Linked DNA regions of Mus musculus: region 2 is linked to region 1. A link is a contact called in public Hi-C data. All regions are on one chromosome and are shown on one strand. Each heading gives the region's core, a stretch centred on a gene start, on an enhancer-like site or on the middle of the called end of the contact. The rest is flanking DNA. Distances are from core to core; before and after follow the strand shown.

Region 1 (6,012 bases), core at 132-2,631:
ATCCATCCATCCATCCATCCATCCATGTATCTGTTATCTATCTATCCATCCACCCATCTATCTATTCATCCATCCATCCATCTGTCCATCCATCCATCCATCCATCCATCCATCCATGTATCTATTATCTATCTATCTATCTATCTATCTATCTATCTATCTATCATCTATCTATCTATCTATCTATCTATCTATCTATCTATCTAATAGCAGACAGACATCAGGACAAATCTGTTTAGTGGGCCTAGTTTTAGAGCTATCTGCCTACATTTTGGCCTTGTGTGAAATGCACATTTGTCCTGACCCCACTTTCATCCAATGGGCAGTCATTTTCTCAGTCTGAGAGACCTCATGAGGATGAGTGATTTGCCTAATATCTCCGTCTGTCCTCACACACTCACATGCACACACCCTGAAATCAATCTGGAAACAGAACCCTAATTTCCCGGGAGCCTCAGCCCGAAAAGCCTTGTTGAAACTCCCCTCCTCCAGCCCTCTGCCGTCCTCTGGCAGTCTTTGTAATAAATTGAGAGCTACATAGCTACCTGCACAGTACGGCTTTAAAGGGGAAAGCTGTCTGAAAGACGCACAAATATTGTGACTCCCTGCAATGAAAGTGTCTCTCCCGGGAGCCGGATAGAGAAAGCCTGTGGAAATCTTAACCTCTTTGAACATGCCATCCTTTACGTAAAGCTCCTATTTAAGAACTGTCCCAGGAGACTGCATGCTTGTCATCTTCTCCACGATCTTTCGCAGTGCACTGTTTATTAGTGAGACGGTTAACGCGCAAAATGCAGGAAGGCCAACTCCGGCTCTGGCTTTGTTCGGGAACTGTCTCTTTTGAATGGCCAGGCCGCCAGCAGCCCTGCAGTTAGAGTCTAGATTTCTCTGTAATTGCTGTCTTAATCCCTCCCCGGGCTTAGATTCTTAAAAGGGCAAAATGGTACAGTACAGAAAGTGGTTTTAAAATTAGACATATCTAATTGTAAAGTCCGAGGCTCTGGTCTTTGGTTTTTTACCCTGTGACTCTGAAGATATTACTTGGCCCTTTGTCAGTCTAAGTGGACCACTGTGACAAAATACCATTGGCTAGGTAATTTATAAAGACAGAAGAATGTTGCTCAGAGTCCTGGAGGCTGAGAGGGTTAAGGTGAGGGCAGAAGCAAATTCAGTGTTTGGTGAGGAGCCTCTGGTTTTATACCTGACCTATCTTCTCAACATCTCCTCATAAGGTGGAGGAAGCAGGCAAGATCAGGCCCCACTTACTTTATGAGGACACAAACCTCATTTTCACGAACCAATCATGTGCTAAAGGCCCTACCTCTGAATTGTCTTTACTCTAAATTTAGAGATAAGACTTGATGACATAACTTGGGAGACACACATAACACTCCCTCTAAATTCCTCCATGTGTAAAACATGCTTTGTAGATTTTCATAGCAGTCTCTAAGGTGAGTGGAATTTAGCTGAACGATTGCTTGTCATTTGGCTTTCCAATGGGATTTCCAAAGGAAAAGCTGTGGAATTGTGTGTGTGTGTGTGTGTGTGTGTGTGTGTGTGTGTGTGTGTGTTTATTGCCCCTCTTTGGGGGTCACAGGGGCTGAGAGCAGAAAGCTGTCTCCGTGGCTTTCCTGTGTGAGGCCTTGTCTGCAACGGACTCTTGTTTGAGAAGTACAAGCCAGGCCCGCTTAAGGTGACTTCTCAGAGTGCAGCGAAGGGGGTGAGTCATGCCTGCTCTCTGCCTTCTTGACAGCTGCAGGGCACTGTGTTCCCTTGAGGAGTGTCTGGTTCTCCTTAGCAGCCCCTTGTAAATGAAATCACAGCAGGTTGATGGCAGCTGGTATGGGACAGAGCAGGGCCAGGACTAATTATTACTCTGGTGACATCTGAAGCTTCTTTCCTGTCCCCTGTTTCCCCTACCCTGTACCCTGCATTGCCTTGAAAAGCGTAGCCACTTGTCAAGACTGGGTTCTATTGGAGTGTTAAAGCCACCCTGTGCCCTGGAGAGAGATGCTTTCAGCTCCTTCCACTGGGCAGCCAGTGAAGTAGGAGGTTTCTCTACTTCCCAGATGGGGGACTGACCTACTCCATCCTTGAGCTCCAGCCTGGCAGTACCATCCAACTCTGAGTGTCCCTGACCTGCTCACACTCTGGGGTGCTATTTCTCCTGTCATCTTAACCATCTTGTTTACTCATGAGGTAGGAGGGATCATGAAACTAAAGAGAGAAAGTTTGGCTCTTTGAATGCTCAATGTGTTGTATAATGAATTACATAGCTAGGAATTTATTCTATGTTTTCAGAATAGGACTAATTTAAAAGCATGGAACACAGCAAATGACTGCCAGGGCACAATTGCCCTGTGCCAGGCATTTGTTGGAAACACCTGTTAAAAGCCATCTATCCTGGATGCATGTGAACTCTGACATGCAATCAGGTTGACTTGATTTCAACTGGGGTTTTGCGTTCCAGTGGCATATCATATCAAGCAATGCATTGCTTCATCTCTGTAAGTTTCAAGGCTTTCGTTGGTTTCTCCAGGGGAGCTGCCTTTACTTTGTCTAGCTAACCCCTCCTCAGTTTCCAGGTTCCAATTTAAATGACCCCCTCTTAGGGATATCTCCCTGAATGTCCCATCTAGGGTGACCTTTCCTTCCCACTTACCTCTGATCTCCATCATTTAACCCTGTTTATTTCCTTCCAAGCACTCACTATCTTCATCCATTGTAAACATTTCTTAGGAGCTGGTCCTCTTGAGACCAGGCTTGGTGTTTAGTTTCAGGAGATACAGCCCAGAGTATAAGCTATCCTTCTAGAGTTTACATCCGAGTGGGGTCAGACAGACAAATTGACAAGCTGATAATAAGCGAATAATATCCTGAGTGTTCTAAAGTGCCATTTGTTTATTACATCTCTTCATGAGAGTGTTATCTCCTAAAGGGTGAAAATCACTCGGTCTCGATTTCTACTGAATACTCAATGTCTATCATGCCATGTTTAACATGGCATATATTTTTTTTAAAACTAAGGCAAAATACCCAAAGAGTAGGATTTTGAAGAGTAAAGGAGATAATTGTAGCGATAATGTAGATAAGCTATGTTAAATCTCTCAGTGTAGTGCCTGGAATGCGCTAAACACTTAATATACATATTGGCTGTCTTTCAATTAGATTACAAAGCTGTGCTCTTAACTACTTTACCACATGGTCTATAATAACAGATATAATAATAACTGATTATTATTATAGAATTATATATAACAATGTACAATTACTGAAGTCTACTGCATGCCATGAACTGTCTGGGCACATTAAAAGAATCTTATTTAATTATAGTCCCACAATCATCCTGAAAGTTGCACATCTTTAAATGCCGAATTCCTCTAATAAAATGTAGACTGGGATGAGCCTCAGAGATGAGTACAAACATGTGCCGTGTGAGTTTAGGGCTAGAGACACAGGTAACCAGGAGGCCAAAAGACAGAACTGGGAAGGCACTGCTGGAAAAACCCCAGAGGGGGCAGGATACTGGCAGAGTGATAGGTGCAGGACTCTGCAGCTCAGGCAGAAGAAAAGCCCAAGAATGAGCACTGCAAGGTGCTCCAGGGAGTGCTCCATCCAAATGACAAGGGAAGGAATTTGGCATTCATCCCATAGATAACAAGGAGCCATTGAAGGTGTTTGTTTGTTTGTTTGTTTGTTTGTTTTTGTTTGTTTTTTGAGACAGGGTTTCTCTGTATAGCCCTGACTGTCCTGGAACTCACTTTGTAGACCAGGCTGGCCTCGAACTCAGAACTCGAACTCAGGTGTGTGCCACCACACCTGGCGCCATTGAAGGTTTTAAGCAGAAGAATACAAAGTACCAAAAGTGTGAGCTTTGTGAAGATTTATCTGGTTCTAAGGCAGGTGATGGCTCAGCACGCTGCTGTTAAGTGTGAAGCTGTGGGAAACAAGAGACTTGTTCAAAGAGATGGTGCGGATGGCAGAACTTAGGGGGCAGGTATGTGGTGCAATATTATCTGGCCCCAGGGAGGTGAAGGGTGTTGTCAAGCTTGGCTGTGAGGCTCCAGGTTTTATTTAGTATTTTGGTGTTTTCTAATGTGTTTAAAAAATGTCAAGGGCTGGAGAGATGGCTCAGTGGGTAAGAGCACCCGACTGCTCTTCCGAAGGTCCAGAGTTCAAATCCCAGCAACCACATGGTGGCTCACAACCATCCGTAACAAGATCTGACTCCCTCTTCTGGTGTGTCTGAAGACAGCTACAATGTACTCACATATAATAAATATAATATAAAAAAAAAATGTCAAGTTCCAGTTTGGAAACCTTGAAATACTGAGTGACTGGTGCATTCTCAGTGAACTCACTATTTGACAGGTTGGTGCATTGGACAAAAAACTATGTAGTACTGGCTATGAGAGATGCATCTTGCTTGGAGAACTTCTTATAAAATAAAAGTGAGAAGTGAAGGTTTTTGGGAGAATAAATGCAGTTAGCATTTAAAAAATGTCAAGTTCACAATCAGATAGCTAATAGTTCTTTAAGTCAATTTTGTTTTGTTTTTTAAATTCTCATGAGTGTCTTAAAACATCTTTCTTAAGATTGCCTCTGTTGTCTGTTGCTTCATGTAGCTTTTGATAGCACAGTGTCCTGGTGAGCTACTAGTGAAAAGGTGACCTTCAGAGAATGTTAAGTTGGAAAAAAAGAACAGGATTATTAGATAAAGCCACTCTTAGTTTGCCTTCTACTGCTGTGGTGAATACTATGACCAAGCAACTTGGGAAGAGAAGGATTTAACTGTCCTGCATGTCTTCATCATTGTCCATCAATGAAGAGTGACAAGGCAGGAGATCAAACAGGGAAGAAAACTAGAGGCAGGATCCAAAGTGGGCAGTATACAGGAAAGTTGCACATTGGCTTGTTCCCCATGGCTTGCTCAGCTTTCGTTCTTGTACAAATCCAGGCCACTTACCCAGAGGTGGTACTGCCCACACTGAGATGGGCACATTCACACCAAGAACCAACCAAGAAAATGCCCCATAGTCTTGCCCACAGGTCAGTCTGATGGAGGCACGTTCTCAAAATTTACCTCATCCTAGATGATCGTGGCTTGTGTCAAGTAGACCAAAGAAACAAAACCAACCAGCACTGGGTTGCCAGTAAAGTTGGGGGCCACTTGTGCGCTCTCTCTCTCTCTCTCTCTCTCTCTCTCTCTCATATGCATATGTGTGTGTACAATTTGAGTGCAGTTGTGCTTGCACATGTTTGTGTCAGTGGAAGTCACAGGTTGATGTCAGATATCTTCCTCACTTCCTCTCCACCTGATTGATTGATTGATTGATTGATTGATTGATTGAGGCAGGGTCTTCCTCTGAATCTGGAGTTCACTGGTTCAGCTAGCTTGATTAGTTAAGCAAGCTGTCTTTGCATCCCCAGCAATGGGTTTAGAGGTGCGCGCCTGCACCTACCTTTGTATGTGGGTTCCGGTGATCTGAGCTTGGGTCCTTGTGCCAGCATGAAGAGGACATCACAGACTTAGACATCTTACTGGCTCCCAGACTCTGCCTTCAGGAATCTAACAATAGAGTAAAGGGATCCAAAGGGATCTGCTCCTGGCTTGAGGGGTGTGCCCACTTATTCTACAGGTGGCTGAGTGGCCTGGCTCCTGCGTCAGCTGGTCCCTATACACACCAGCTCACAGTTGTCACAAGGGCAGATGTGTCTGAAGATGACTGTTAGCATGTAGGGGAACTGTGAAAATAAAACTGTATTGTTAATTACCCTCACAAGAACAAATGACTAGATGAACTCACACTGAATTTGGTAGGTATTTAGGACCACGGGATGGTTTGAAATATAGACTTTACAGGGAATTCATGTAAGTGGAGGGTGCTGTGTTTCTAGTTGGCAAATGTGAGGTATCCTGCCGAGCACATGGGGCTGAGGAATAAGTTGTCACAGGGAAAACGAAATTGGCATTCCTTTAAAACAAACTTGAAATCATATCTTGGAAGTGGA
Region 2 (5,641 bases), core at 2,956-5,455, 41 kb after region 1:
AGCATTGAAAATGTAAACGAGGAAAATACCTAATTAAAAAAAAAAAGAGTTGCTGTGGTTGTGGTGTCTCTTCAAAGCAGTAGGACACTGACTAAGACAGGAAGTGTGGAAGAGTACAACACCATCTTAAATCTCTAACTATGATAGCTTTTCTAGGTCTGTCACACGATGCTGAACTTTAAAGGTGAAATCTCTAAATTCCATCTGGGCCGAGTTCCTGACCCATGCGTGGTGAGTTCATGGGTCTTAGACAACCCCAAAGCTCATAGCTTATTTAATGAGCTGTCTTCCTTCACCAGAGAGCTTTGAACACTGAGAAGCAGAAGCCAGTGAGGGAGACTCCAAGAGAACTCAGGAACACTTGGGTGAAGACGAAGCCATGGATGCTTAGAAGTCAAGGTTCTGAGGGCAAAAGTGTAGAGGGAAGATCAGCATGCTCTAAGGCCCTGGTTCAGTCCCCCGTCAGGTGAGAAGTGGGGGAGGAAACAGTTCCCTGCGATACCTTAGTTGAGCTTCTCTTTTGATTGACAGGGAGACAGACATGGGCTCAAGACCTTAGTGATTCTTCACATCATTTGTCAACAGAGCTATGGTACTACGGTAGAACAGAAACAGGTCTCTGTTCTCAGTCGTGACAGAAGAAAACGGGAATATATGGTATTTTCTTTAAAATCAACACCTCCATTGTGGTACAAAATAATTTTAGTACCAGGGCTTGGCCCTTGGTCCTCATTCCTTCTTCATCTCTCCTCTTAGACTTTCTGGCATCTCAACCCCATATCCAGCCCTGGTCCTGGTGAATCAAGTGCATCCTGTCGGTTGACCTGCCAAATTCCTACTTCCAGGTTCAGGCCAGCAGCAGCACCTCCCAGAAGCCTCTGGTCTTTCCCTGTGTGCTTGTCACCCCTCCCCCACCCTACCAGCCCACAGCACCACACATTCTGGAGAGACCAACGTCTAGCTCTCACCACCACGCCTCAGTCCACCATCCTGGGGAATAGAGCCCAGCGTCATGCTGACTGGCTCCTATGACACTCAGCAGTGGCCCACTTACTGGCTTGGGGAGGGACTCCGGAGATAGCGGGCCTGTACAGCTCTCACATCTGCTTCATCCTCCTCGTTTGGAACTACCTGCTCCTCCTCTGCGTCTCCACCGGTAGCCATGTCAGCCTGTCAGCCTCTGTCTGCCTGACAGGAAGAGGTTGTTTAGGGAATTAGATTCCATAGGCTTTGTAGGGGGAGGGGGACGTGTCACCAATGTCACCTTGGTGGACTGAGAATGGGGAGGGGAGGGCGTGCTAATACCCGAGTGGGTAAAGGAGCCATAGGGAAACCAAGAAGATGAAGGCCGACTGTCCTTAGAAGGATACCATGAGGTGACACAATATGTAAGAAGTGACATCTTGACTCCTTTCGTGGATATTAACAGGGAAGCAGAGAGGAAAAGCAAAGGTTTATTTTAACTGTAGTGTGGGAGGTTTGTGAAAGGCGGTGGATTCCCCAGACTAAAAAGGACATTTGAAGTCCCCCTTCCAACTACATTAATGTACACACCTTTTATCTTACTGGAAGGGAAAACAGGCTCCCTTCAGTGATATTTATTGACTCTGTGTCATTCAGGGCCTTGGGCTGAAGGTCCACCCCATAGCCTACCTATTAAGGCACAAAAAGTCCCTGATAGCTAGTCCCAGCTATGGCTGTGGCCTGACACTCAGGGCAGACTGGCACCCCTGAAGTCTAAGTCCCAGCTCACCACAGAAGGGAACGAACACTCACCTTGTGCTGGTGTGTCCTCACCAAGGACCAAGAACCCCAGGAAAGTGACCAGAAGTTTGGTCTAGAGAGGGACGGGAGCTTTCTCTTCTCTGGTGTGCTTCTGCTCTGAGGGACAGCTGTTAACAAGAAACCTTAGCCAGTCTCTAAATTTAGCCTCTGGCCCCATAGGATGGCAGCTCTCTGGGAGGAAGGAATGCAGGCTTCACTTAACCCTTTCCCTTCCGGCTGATTCTCAGACATTGATGTTTAGCAGTGGGTTTAGAACAGGCTCATGCTGTGACACAAGGACCTAGAGAAAACCATCTCCCGCAGGAGGCTGGCTCCTCAAAGCACTTTCTGAAAATAATCCAAATCAGCACATTTGGAACGAACTTAACTTTACCTCATAGCATCTTGGAGGAAGCCTAGGAAAGGAAAATACCAATTATACAGAACAGGTTGGCCCTCAGCCAGGCATGGGGAGAACACCATGTTTTGATTAAAGAGAAGTCATGGCTTGAGACCAGCCTGACAACAAGTTGTACCTTCCCTTCATATCTCTGCCTCACCATTCATGGCCCTGGTAGTGGCCAGTTGCAACTAGGGAGTAACGTAAGAATTCGGAAGACTTGATAAACTCCAAAAGACTCATGACCCACTCTATGGTGGAACTCATGACATTCTGCCACCATCCTTGCAGTCCCCAACTGCCCACAGTTAACCCTCTCATGCTCGACGTCCTGAGAGTCCGTGCATCCTTCCTTCTACCTGCCTCCATGCTTCTGGTGGCTTCCAGTTCACCCTCTCCACAGTGACCCCTCCCCTATCCATCCATCTTTCCATCTGCCTCCACGTTTGTAAATATTTCTTAGTTACCTCCTATGCACTGGGCACTGTACCTGACTAAGTTAGTTAGACTCATAGCCCTTGTCTTCCTAGCTAGATGGAAACGTGCCCAGAGTAGTAGCCTCAGAGATTGGCTGAATGAATGAATGAGCTCACAGTTTATTAGGAGGCATTAGACAGAGACTAAATATAGCTGAAGTGTAAGAGTGGAGTTCCTGCCCTAGAAGAGACTCAGAGCGCTGCACTGAATCTCAAGAAGGAGCAAGTTCTGAGCTGCGAAGCCAGGGAAGGCTTCGTGGGAGACATGATGTAGGAGCAGGCCTTTAAAGGATAAGCTGGATAAAATATAATGGGTATAATAGTGGGGAGGGGCTGCCGAGAGAGCACAGTGCACAGTCCTGCAGCAGGAAAGAACGAGCCGCAGCCGGCTAGATGTCTAAGTAGAGACAGAACAGAGGTTACACACCCTGGAAGATAACTCTTAAAAGGGAAGGGACGTTGAAGAGTGAATCCTAGCACACCTTACAGGACAATTTAAGGAGCAGATGGACGTCCGTTCATTTCTTAAGGGCTGCAGAGTCAGCAAGAGAGCCAGAGTAGAGACCCAGCATCAGGGGGTCTGTCCTGAGTAAGATAACCTGACGACAGTGTCCAGAAACTGGAAAATCATCATATACAGTAGGAGAAGGCTAAACTGTGACTAAGCAAAGTGTAACAGGTGAAAAGCAATAAGTTTGTAAGCCAACTAAACCTGGTAGTTAGAAAAGATCACTGTACACAGGGAATTTGTAATACAAGGCAACACCTGGGAAAGCATTTATAGTAATCACTTTATCAAAAGTGAGTTTCCCAAGAACACAAAGACACTCTAGAAACCAGGAAGCCCAAGACCAATAACTATGTAGAAATATGAACAAACTTGGAAAAGGTAACACGTGGTGTGATATTATTCATTACCTATTAAGCAGAACATAGTAGTGCTGTATGTATGAATGCAAAAAAACTCTAAGGTATTTTATTAAATAAAAATATTTAAATGACATAATATCATTTGTACATATTCTATAATGTAGAGTATCTATGGCAGAGCCTGATCAGATAGCTCTCCCGGAGAGCTATTTCCTATAGATATTCTTGGCTGTACTGAAACTGACTCTGCAGACCAGGCTGACCTCAAACTCACAGAGATCTGCCTGCCTCTGCCTCCTGAGTGCTGGGATGAAAGGTGTTTCGGTTCACCTCTTACATTTATTCGAAGGTAACAAACATCTCAGTTGTTTTGGGACTGTGAGGTTTCAGGGCTCCCAGGTTACAAGACTATGGTGTTAGAAACTGAGAGGAAGAACTAAGATACATTGTCATCTTGGTTTCTTGTGTATCTGCTACTTTCCCAAGCCGGGTACCAATTCTGAACACAGGAACTTCCTGTGTCCTCCGAGACCACATTTCTGTCCCAGTGTGGGAGTCAGAGAAGAGAGGAAGGGCAAAGAAAAAGACAATGCCGGGTCTTAATGTGCCTCAGCAAGTGTGGGCAACACCCTGCTTTTACTAGCTTTCACTTCTGAGCTCGCTCCCTTTTTATTACACAGCAACAACATCCCATCAGTTATGAGAGGTCCACACCTTCTGAGAAGCACAGGACTTTGCACTCCTGCTGAAGAGGGAGAAGGCAGGAAGATGGCTGGCTCCAGGAAGGAAGAAGACTCTTGTTGGGGCCTTTCATAGAGTAGGTGGAGCAGGGGCCTCACCCCATAGGTGAGCTCACCTGCCAGTCCGTTGACTGGGTGGGGCATGTGGGCCCAGTCTGGCCCAGGTGAGCTGGAGGAGAGTCACAGGGACTACAGGCTGAACCAGGCCAGAGGCCATAGCTTTAACCAGACAGCCCAGACCTGTCCAGTGCCCTGCCAGTTCCAGACTGGGCTTGTGTCGGGAAAGGAGCCAGACCATGTTGGGGAAGGCAGGATCTGTGGTGTGGATGTTCTGTGCAAGTGAGTACGCCCCTCTGCTGCCAGCTCTGGGGAATGGGTGGGGTGTGTGACCGACTGCTGAAGCAGAGGCAGTCCTAGTGTCCCTCACTTCCCCTGGTCCCAGCAGTGCTCTGTCCCACTGAGCAGAGCTATACATTCTACTGTTTGGTGGGGGCAGTTTGTAGGCCTGGTCCTAAATCAACACAGTCCTTGTCTCCGTTAGCTCCCAAACAACCCCCAGTCCATTGTTGAAATGAGAAACTCAAAGGGTTAGACACAGTATTTGAAATTAAGGATTGCTCTCAAAAACGCCAGGGTGTGGATCTAGATAGATTTACTGCCTAGGGCAGTGGTTCTCAACCTTTCTAATGTGCTGAGCCTTTAATATAGTTCTGCATGTTGTGGTGACCCCCTAACCTTAAAATTGTCATTGTTGTTTCATAACTGCAAATTTGCTACTGTTATGACTCGTAATGTAAATATCTGTGTTTTCTGACGATCTTAAAGGACCCTGTGGGGGGGGGGGGGTAAACCATTCCATCTCCCAAGGGGTGGCGACCCACAGGTTGAGAACCATTGATCTAGGTTTTGGTTTTGGTTTTCCAGTCTTTTTAAAATTAGAAAAAGACACGACCATAAACATGTTAGCACCTATGTCACCCACAGGAAACTTAAAGAGGAAAAAATTTCCTCGATATCCTGCATAGAGCCACAAGCTGGAAAGCAGGCTTCCACAGGCCGGTGCTCCCTGTGTTCCCTGCCTGGCAGAGAACCCCTCCTCCCACCTCTCAAAGCAGCATCAGATGGGTTTGCGGCGGAATAGAAACTAAGTGTTAAATAGCAAAGCAGTTGTGTGGAGAAGGGCAGGGTGCCTGAGGGTGTCTGCATACCGGGGGTCAGGAACGCTGAGAGGAGTTTAGTTCAGAGACCCTAGTTCAGTGTCTTTGTCCAGCAGCTTGCTTCCAGGATCTGGGAACCACCGGGAGGAAGTGAGAGCTGAACAGGAAATTCAGGAGCCCCGAGGAGGCTTTGGTTAGCACACTGTTCAATACACCCTGGCAAGCCCAGAACCA

Evidence for each region. A called contact is a pair of places that touch in the nucleus more often than the background predicts.
Region 2: a contact with region 1 is called in a Hi-C map of the N1E-115 cell line, with 4 times the contacts expected there. The contact joins the promoter of Gpa33 here to the enhancer-like site in region 1. A contact is called at or near these places in 5 of 39 promoter capture datasets (the 3T3-L1 cell line, the C10 cell line, epiblast stem cells and 2 more), 7 of 484 Hi-C or Micro-C datasets (the AML12 cell line, CD4 T cells, LSK cells and 4 more), 3 of 115 datasets of contacts at active chromatin or transcription factors (double positive thymocytes, embryonic stem cells and pancreatic cancer cells) and 2 of 9 other capture datasets (liver and pancreatic islet).

What each region holds. Positions count from the first base shown.
Region 1 is chr1:166,088,105-166,094,116 of GRCm38.p6, forward strand. No RefSeq gene overlaps it. Among named protein-coding and RNA genes, the nearest start is that of Dusp27, 37 kb to the right of the region's middle. Within about 2 kb of position 1,382, at least 24 of the 459 cell types and tissues checked have an H3K27ac peak or open chromatin away from gene starts, as enhancers often do. A contact at or near this core is called in the N1E-115 cell line, epiblast stem cells and pancreatic cancer cells, where this site is marked.
Region 2 is chr1:166,126,016-166,131,656 of GRCm38.p6, forward strand. Gpa33 (glycoprotein A33 (transmembrane)) reads left to right here and starts at 4,206. Exons shown (of 7, transcript NM_021610.2): 1 at 4,206-4,589. The coding sequence starts at 4,547. Dusp27 (dual specificity phosphatase 27 (putative)) reads right to left here and starts at 1,883. Exons shown (of 6, transcript NM_001160049.1): 1 at 1,777-1,883; 2 at 1,055-1,184. The coding sequence starts at 1,164.